2 separate regions of the Sus scrofa genome follow, and region 1 is linked to region 2. The links are chromatin contacts, called in public HiChIP or PLAC-seq maps. All regions are on one chromosome and are shown on one strand. The core of a region is the stretch at or near the end of the contact, and the rest is flanking DNA. Distances in the headings are between cores, read along the strand shown. Region 1 overlaps ZNF516 (zinc finger protein 516). Region 2 overlaps MBP (myelin basic protein).

Region 1 (4,846 bases), core at 156-2,655, 390 kb before region 2:
GACTAAAAGCCCGGCGTGATGTGAGACGGGAAGTGATGGGAAAAATCACCCCTGCTCTGAGCATTTAGGTTCTGTTCTCTAAACCCATTTTTTAAGAACAGCAGCCACTGACACTGTTCCTTCTCTGACCTAAAAAACACCTTTTCCAGGCTGCTATGTCCCCGTCACCCTCCATTTATAACTTCCACTTCTCTCCAAATGCTGACAGCTTACAGGTGTGCTCAGGACTGAAAAGAACTACTGATCCTGGACGCAGAGCTAGCGCCAGGATAAAGCACATTCACAGACGGAGTGTGTCCGTGGCCGGTATTTCTCCGCAAAGCTGCTGAGTCACCCCAGGGCCGCCCTAGGCACTGCCGCTGAGCCCGCACCCTCTCCTGTCTATCCAGATCCTTCCCTCCTCACAGGCACAGAGGTGGCATGCATGCACGCCAGGCACGTGTGTGAGATGCATGTCCGCCTTGCACACACGGTCCCAAGTACACGCGCAGGCTCACACACTCAGTTTCCCACAGAAGCATCGAAGTGTGTTTGGGCTGGAGGGTCGCCCAGGGGCAGCCACTGCCCAGCCAGATAATTACACACGTGACCCCGAGTCTGAGAATGCGCTCCTTTTCCCACAGCCAGATGATTACAAAGTCCAGAACTCAAACCCCAATGAATACACCATTCTTTAAAAGGAGAAAATGTGTGTGTGTGTTGAGGCTATTTTTAAAAGCTGAGCGCATCAATTCATCCCCTTAAAAACCTCAAGTGGCCAAGCGCAGGCACCACCATGAACTAAACACGTGGGGATCACAGGGTCCCTTCTAATTTCTTCTACTCAATGACGTCTCTCCATGTCTTGATTTCTAGAAAACACACGCTAAAGCTAACACACCTAACTGTAAAAGAAAAATAGGAAAAAGTTCTTATTTTTAGAGTCTGGACAAAAATTATAGTCACACGCCATCGTGGCTGTGTCTTCAGAACCACAGCTGCAGGCGGAGCCCTGCGGTTCCCTGCACCATAGTCATGGCCACCACTCGGCTAAAGGCCATGTGCTCTTCTGCAAGTTCCCGGGACGCAGCCAGGACCCCAGGCCTGGGGCCGACATGGTGACATCTGCGCTCTGCCAGGTGGGGGACAGGTCACCAGGACAGAGACCTCAGCCTCCACTCACCTCTCCCCCCCACCCCACCGCCAGCAGCTTTGGCAAGGCATCCTGAACTTATCTGAAACAGCTCGGCTGATGGGTTCTAACAGTGGCTCGATCACAGTTAACAAGCCACAGGGAAGCATCTCCCCGTTAGACAACCACAGTCATAAATCCCTCTGTATTTTTAGGAAACGTCCCCATGTCTGTCTATGACTCACTCACACAGCACACAGTGAACACATGTGGTTTTAACCGCAGAGCTTCACTGCTGGATTTGAGCAGGGCAAAGGCCTGTCACGCTCCCCAATCTCTGGTGCCATCAAAAGCTCCCTGGGGCTCGGATCCCACCTGAAACCCACTGGGTGACGGCAGGCCTGGTCCTTGCCCACTAGACCGCACAGCACAGTGCTGTCACTCCAGTGCCCCTCCCAGCCCCACATGGAAGGTCCACAGAGGGCTGCTGACGTCTGCCTGGGGCTCCATCTCCAGCCCCAGGACAGCATCACTGAGCAGGACAGGCCTCTGCTTCAGGACGGCCACCCCCGGCTGCCAGCTCTTCAGGTCACAATAACCCTGAGCAAGTGTCCCTGTGTGTGGACACCTGACTCCTTCACTGCCAGGTAACTCTCACCTGCTTCTGCACCCGAAGCCTCAGTTCATCTAATTCTTAAAGCAAGCATAAAAGCCTGTGAAAGCAGTTCTCAGGCCTGGCTATGCCTTCCTTTCCAAGCCAGCCCCTCAGTCTTGCTAACGCATCTACATGGATGGGAGTTTCTAGGCTTTTGCTGCCAACTTTTTTGTAGACCCAGAAGATGGACAAATTCCCAGGTGTCTGCAACACTCCTTCACCACCAGCAGCGAGCCCCCTCGAACCTGGACAACCCCTTCTCAGAGTCAGAGACATGGAGCCCTAAGCCTGAGGTGAGACGGCAGCCCAGTGGCCCCCTCAGCTCCAACCTCATCCCGCCTGGGTGGCTCAGATACCAAAGCCTGGGGGCCCCATCAGTAAGACCCACCTGTCGGAACCCAGTTCCAAGCGAGGGGGCCCAGGTGTGAACCCAGAGCCTCACTCCCCCTCAATAAAATAGGCTGACACCTCCTTCCTGAGGGGCTGAGACCAAAATCAATAGGACACAAGCCCCAACAGCCAGCCCCTCATAGGGGCTGACCCCAGCGGAGCCCTCTGTCCACTGTGTCAACCCAGGCAGTGCGGCCACCACCCCCGCCCAGACTCTCTTAGCCTTTTTATGATAAAACAAATCACAGATTCAGAAAATACACAAAACGAGTGCACAGTTTAATAGGTTACTCTAAGGCGAAGCTCTCGTGACCACAACCAGGTCAAGAAACAGATGTTGAACCCCCATAAGCCCCTCCCAGTGGCTACAGAGCCCCCCCCCACCTACCACCCATGGGTTGTGTAGCCACCACTGCTGTGTTACCGATGCCATTCTGCAGGTCAACCCTGGGAACCGGCCTGGCCACGTATGTTTTTACTGATGTGTCCTTCCTGTCCTGGTGCCCGCAGGCCTCTCATTCTGCCCTCCTCCTAACACTGTTTTGACCTGTGAGTTCCCACCCGCCACCCCTCAATCTCGCCCTCCTGGTATGATCAGCACGTTCTTTCATTCTCGGCATCTGTGCCACTGGCCAGGCTGCCATCTCTGAAACGGTCCAGGCTGCCTCTCCCGAGAATGCACTGGGTGACCAGGAGGAAGGGTCGCACCAAAACCGAGATGAGGCTGAGGCTGCATATTCTGGGAGGTGAGGGGATCTGGACCCCCAGGAACAAAGGTGGAAGAAAGAGGGGATATGCTTCGGTTTCCGATGACCTATAACAGCGGCCTTGCTACTGTTACCAGGACACAACCCTAACAACACACCACGCCGCCCGAGTGGGCCAGGGGCTCCCAGCAGAGCTGCAGGAGGGTGTGAGCAGAGCTGCTTCCCGGGACCCTTCCTCTTGTTTCACCCATCGCCCCCCTCCCTGGTCTCCCAGGATGAGGACGACCCGGCTCCCAGTGAGGTTCACAGGGTTAGAAAGAACATACAAAGCAGAACACACCTGAAGATGGAGGTGCAGACAGCTGTTGTCACAAGTAGGAAGCTGGCACCAGGATGCACCAGCGTCACCCCCAAAACCAAGAGGGGCCAAGAGAGCCGATGGGGACAAGTGTGAGAGCAGGCGTCAAAGCTGACAAGTGTGCACGTTTCCAAGCTGGTCATCTTCTGCTCTCTCACCAACTCAAACAAAATGCCCTCTACAGAGCTGTCCTTGGGAACCCCAGGAAGGTGCCACTGCGGGGGACAAATCTCCCGTGAACAATTTAGTGTCCACATTTAATAATCTGCCTTCCTCACACCTGGAAGTAAGGTCACCATAAATACTGGGCCTCAAGAGCTTTGATAATAGCTCTGCTAAAGGAGGCCCAACCACCCATTCATAGGCCAAAGCCAAGTACACAGACAGTTAGAGACCTTCAGAAAACAGAGAGCTGAGAAATATTAAAATAAAATTAGAATCCCAATTTGGAATTTAAGATCAACAGGTACACACCACTATATACAAATAGATAATCAACAAGACAATCACTCCATCCTACTGTATAAACAGGGAACCATACACACTACCTTGTAATAGCTGATAAGGGAAAAGAATCTGAAGAAGAATAGATGGATGGATAGACGGATGGATGGATGGCTGGATCACTGCAGTATACCTGAAACACTGCACATCATCTATATTTCAATTAAAAAAATAAAAATAAAAGTCAGGAGTTCTTGATGGCCCAGGAACTTTTGAATACAGCAGGTTTGGCCAAAAAGAACTTAAAAATTTAGGAGTTCCCGTCATGGCTCAGTGGTTAACGAATCCAACTAATAACCATGAGGTTACAGGTTCGATCCCTGGCCTCACTCAGTGGGTTAAGGATCCGGTGTTGCCATGAGCTGTGGTGTAGGTCGCAGATGTGCCTCGGATCCCATGTGGCTGTGGCTGTGGCGTAGGCCGGCAGCTTCAGCTCCGATTCAACCCCTAGGCCTGGGAACTTCCATGTGCCGTGGGTGCAGCCCTAAAAAGACAAAAGACAAAAAAAAAATTTTTAAATAAATAAATAAAAGTAATAGTTAAAAGTCATAAAAGTTATCATCTCAAAGGAATATATAGAAAATGATTGGAGATATACATACACATCAATTTCCAATATAAGCAAATACAAGCACATACACAGCCCAGAAAAAGAGTCCAGAGAAGAAATATTTCAGGACAGGTTAAAATTTTCCTTAACAGGGCTGTTCACTCCATTTCCTCTGCATGGGTATGTACTGCATAAAAATTATTTTTTTCGTAGCACAAGGATACTAGAGTAGAACTCTTTGATGACCTGATTTTCATTACTGAATTTAATGACAAAAACTTCCTTATCCAAATTAATTGAAATGCATCATCAAAACTAATAAAATTCTATCTCTTAGCCTCGCCCTCAGAAGACCATGGGAACCAGTACACCGTCACAATGAATCTGCCGACTGAAATTAAAAAGAAAAAAAAAGGAGTTCCCATCGTGGCTCAGCAGAAACGAATCCAACTAGGAACCATGAGGTTGCAGGTTCGATCCCTGGCCTCGCTCAGAGAGTTAAGGATCTCTCGTTGCTGTGAGCTGTGATGTAGTCGCAAGTGCGGCTTGGATCTGGCTTTGCTCTGGCTCT
Region 2 (4,251 bases), core at 383-2,882:
GATGCTCTGCTCTGAGGATGGAGCTTGTAGCTCTGAACTTCCGAGCTTGCCAGGATTAAGGAAGATGGCCTCCCAGACAGACCGGCAGCCCCCACCCCTGCCTCCAGCTACGCCAGAAGCCCCCGCTCACTTCAGGGAAGATGAAGAGAGCTGCCTTTACGGCACATGGCAATGGCAGTGATCACCGAAATGTAAAAACCTATGTGTCTCTAGGACCAGCTTGCGTTCTAATATCCTTTAGCTTCAGAGGGGAGCTTGTACTGTGAACAAGAGAGAGGAACAGGGGAAAGTCCAGGTGTTCAGTCATGACGGATGTCAGCATTGGGGGTAAAACGTGTCCAGCTGTGGGTGCCATGTCCGTCAGGGGCCAAACAGGCAGCTCAAGGCATCAGCACAGGACCTCATGGATCTCTATGCTCCGAGACTCATTTTACATTTTGCCAGCAAGAGGTGGGAGGCTCTTTACATGTGCCGCTCCTGAGAATTTTAGAAACAAAGTAAAACCATCTCCTGATCCAAACCCCAGACCCCTTTGCCTCAGCCCACAGTCCTTTTAAGTTTCCCGAGTGTGTTTTAGGGTTCAAGAAACCATCGAACCCATCGCTCTAGTTTAGAGGTGTTGGAAATGGGTTCTAGAAGGTTCAGGATTCAGAGTTCCCACCGTGGCTCAAGTGGGTTACGAACCTGAGTAGCAACCATGAGGATGCAAGTTCAATCCCTGGGCTCACTCAGTGAGTTAAGGATCCAGCATTGCCGTGAGCTGTGGTGTAGGTCGTAGATGTGGCTCAGATCCTGCGTAGGCCAGCAGTTACAGCTCTGATTCAACCTCTAGCCTGGGAACTTCCTTATGCTGTGGGTGTGGCCCTAAAAAGAAAGCGAAGAAGTTTCAAAATTCTTCTGGTTCACTAGTTCACCTATCTCAGGTTTGGACTGAGGCTGGACCAGGGCCATCTGTCAAGACACTGCCCCTCCATCACCCCAACCCCCAGACACTGGCCACTCAGAGGCAGCTACTGTCATGTGAAGGTTTTGTTTCAGGGGTTATCACGTGCATAAGGGACAGAGCAGGGAAGATGCAGGACTGCATATGAGATGAACCCAGAGCTGCCCTTGAACCCTAGGGGCTCCCACGGACATGGTCCCTCCGTGGTGGTACATGGAGGGACAGGTGACAGGTAAAGAGGGCTGTGCCAAAGGACAGACGTGAGATGGTGGAAATCCATGCTTTCCCGAGCAAGTGCTAAGCCATTCTCTAACTCCGTTGTTTTTCTCCAAAAGTAAAGAGCTTCTGAGAATTAAATTCAAAGATTGGCTTTCAGATTAGTAATCTGTTTAACTGTTCTCCTTTCAAATTCTCGGTCACTTCTATCTTTGAGCAACCTAGAATTTACCAGAAAACATACACCATAGTTTAGAAAACTGGTGGCAGTTTCAGAAACTCCAAACGGGCAGACGGTCCTGCAGTTCTAGGAAACAGACACTAACTAGCTCTCGGGACACAGAGAAGGATTTTGCTTTGGGAAAAAGAGAAATTTCAGACGGATTAGTGGGACCCCAAGTGGAGAAACGAAGGAGAAGCAGGCAAAGGCCGGGCTGTTAGCTGCTGAGGCTGAGGTGGCCTTTAAGGACAGGAGGAAAAGCGTCTCTCAACCCTCCCCTCGCTGCCCAGTCTGTGATGACTGTGCCCTGGGTCCATGCCTAGAAGGCTTGGTCAGGCGATTATGAAAATAAGATTTCTGGGTCAAAAATGGATTTCATTCTTCAATATCATCTTTGTTACCTGCTGGCAAAGAAAGTCAGTAATTAATTGGCTGTGAGTGCTGGACTGTGTCAATGTCCCACAGGTTTGTCACCTTTTAGCAAACCCATTAGATCAGAAAAAGGCTCAGGAATATTTGGACAAAATGTTCCAGCAAATATCTCAGTACGTAATCCAGTGTAATGATGTGTTGGAGCAGTTCATGGAATCTTTCTTCTGCCTTTTCTCTGGGGGCAGCTCTCTTCCTCTCCCTTCCTCTCTCCTCCCTCTCCCTCCCCCTTCCCTTTCCCCTACCCTGTCCTCCCCCTTCTCCCCCCGCCCACCGCCTCCTTCCCTTCCTTCCTTCTTTCTTTTTCTTTTTTTCTAAATTCATTCATTCTATGAATCTTTTTTATATTAAAATTTTTTTAAAATATATTTTTAATGATTTTTTTTTTTCTTTTTAGGGCCGCACCTGTGGCATATAGAGGTTCCCAGGCTAGGGGTTGAGTCGGAGCTGTAACTGCTGGCCTACACCACAGCCACAGCAACGGGGGATCCAAGCCATGTCTGTGACCCACACCATCGCTCACAGCAATGCTGGATCCTTAACCCACTGAGCGAGCCCAGGGATTGAACCCACAACCTGATGGATACTAGTTGGGTTCATTAACCACTAAGCCAAGATGGGTACTCCTATTTTTAATGATTATTAATTGACCATCAAGTACACATAGGCTCTGTTCCAGAGAGTAAGGACCTTGTGATTCCAAGGATACTGGAGGGTGCATCTCTATAAAGATGCTGTGTCTCTATGACAGACACAGTTCCTGGCCTACACGTTAGTGGTTCTATTTTTATTCTGGAAATTTTATAAAGTAAGAACCATATCTGATACTTACTAGTAACTATGGGCAATAGAATTGGTTAAAGTACAGGTAGGCAGTTTAAGGTGGCTCAGACACCAAATTTTACTGGAAATTCAACAAATCGGCTGTTTAAAGTCTTCATGGACACGTTGTTCTCAGAAATTCCTAGAAAAGTTTTCCTAGCTGGCTTGGTAGCTAAGCTTTCAGTTTTACTAAATCGACACAGAACTCTTTCAGGTAACGTGGGTTATTGTAAACCAAATAACTTCATTTAGTGTCTTTTGCCCTTGTCTGTGGCCTCATTTTTCCTCAAGGAAATGTCAGCCTCTGAGGGGAGGGCTGGCTGTTGGGGACCACATGACTAGCTTTTCTCATCTGTTGCTTTGACAGGAAACCAGGCATTTCCTCAAACGTGGAGTCACCCCATCTCCTGGGAGGAGCTTTTGGTGTTGCCTGGGGCGGGGGCGGGGGGTGGGGGCTGGGAAGCAGAGAGGGGACAGTGCAGGAGGGAGCACCAGCCGCGGGCCAGCTGGTGAGATGGGGAAGAAAGTGGGCCCATGAGCAACTGAAACAGAGCAGAACAGAAAAGTCGAGTGCCTGTGAGGAGGGAAGCAGAGGCAGCGGGATGGACATGCGTTTGTCACCTACCCAGCTAAATCTGCTGAGGGACAGTCCTCGCCCCTGTGTGAGGAAAAGAAAGAAAGAGTGACATGGAGGCCAGTGCAGGGAAACATCTTCTTTCAATAAAACAGGAGACACAATCAAAACAACACAGTGCTGAGATGCAAAGAGCTTTTGTCACGTGTACCATGTCCCTGTGGGTGGCCGTGGCCACCTGGAGCTGCCCAGAGATTGCTGATCAGGTTTGAGGGGAAAGAGCAGGAATGATGCATGCTGTCTCTGCACCTGCCGGTGGGAAGGGATGCCATGCACATGTCAGCCTGTTCTTGTGAGATCCACGTGGAAAACACTGGGGGAGGAAGTCATTTCGTCATTTGGGATGAGTCCAGCCCTTTTTGGTACATTTAGGGGTTTCTGGGAAGGTCTATAAATAAAGTGACACTGACTCGAAGCATTCAGAGGTCTTACCTTCCCTTGAGATGGGGGAGGTGTGCGAGGCGTCACCTGCAAAGACACAGGAGAGTGGTGAGCCTGGTGAACTGGTGGGGGGGGTCCCCTCCTTGAGAGCAGCCCTGACCCTCCTGGTGAGACCCCCCCCTTGTTGCTAGGTCCCAGCTAGCTCCTGTTTGCCGAGAGCGTCTAGGATCTATCGCTGTAAGAAGTCACCCACTCAGTCCCTGCCTGGCTCCCCATCCTGTCCTAGGTGAGTGAGAAATAGAGGATTTGAGAAGTTGAAAGTCTCCAGAGCCACTCAGGTCTTCGGGAACATGCAGAAAGTGTGTGAGAGGATGGCAAACACACTCTACAGCCAGGGAGGCCGCCTGTGACACGCCCATCCCACATGGATGGAGACTGTGACGGTTACCTCGGTCCTTTCTGGAGTTGGCAGTAAAGTGTCTGAGACTCGGAGCCTCGAAAGGAATGCTCTCAGGGTGTGACTCCTAAAACTCCCTCATCACCGTGACCATATCAAATTTAATGCTGGCTGCACAGAAAGTTTATAATTAGAGCCTTTGGTTTTGC

What was found. HiChIP or PLAC-seq counts read pairs in DNA pulled down with a chosen protein or histone mark.
Region 1: a contact with region 2 is called in an H3K27ac HiChIP or PLAC-seq map of alveolar macrophages. The contact joins two enhancer-like sites. A contact is called at or near these places in 3 of 47 Hi-C or Micro-C datasets (embryonic fibroblasts, mesenteric adipose tissue and subcutaneous adipose tissue) and 2 of 2 datasets of contacts at active chromatin or transcription factors (alveolar macrophages and skeletal muscle).

What each region holds. Positions count from the first base shown.
Region 1 is chr1:148,059,125-148,063,970 of Sscrofa11.1, reverse strand. The region is part of intron 2 of ZNF516 (zinc finger protein 516); the gene reads right to left. Among named protein-coding and RNA genes, the nearest start is that of ZNF516, 74 kb to the right of the region's middle. Within about 2 kb of position 1,405, at least 29 of the 83 cell types and tissues checked have an H3K27ac peak or open chromatin away from gene starts, as enhancers often do. A contact at or near this core is called in alveolar macrophages, mesenteric adipose tissue and skeletal muscle, where this site is marked.
Region 2 is chr1:147,673,487-147,677,737 of Sscrofa11.1, reverse strand. It overlaps MBP (myelin basic protein), which reads right to left. Exons shown (of 7, transcript NM_001001546.2): 4 at 3,697-3,732; 5 at 3,256-3,288. Among named protein-coding and RNA genes, the nearest start is that of MBP, 26 kb to the right of the region's middle. Within about 2 kb of position 1,632, at least 17 of the 83 cell types and tissues checked have an H3K27ac peak or open chromatin away from gene starts, as enhancers often do. A contact at or near this core is called in alveolar macrophages, mesenteric adipose tissue and skeletal muscle, where this site is marked.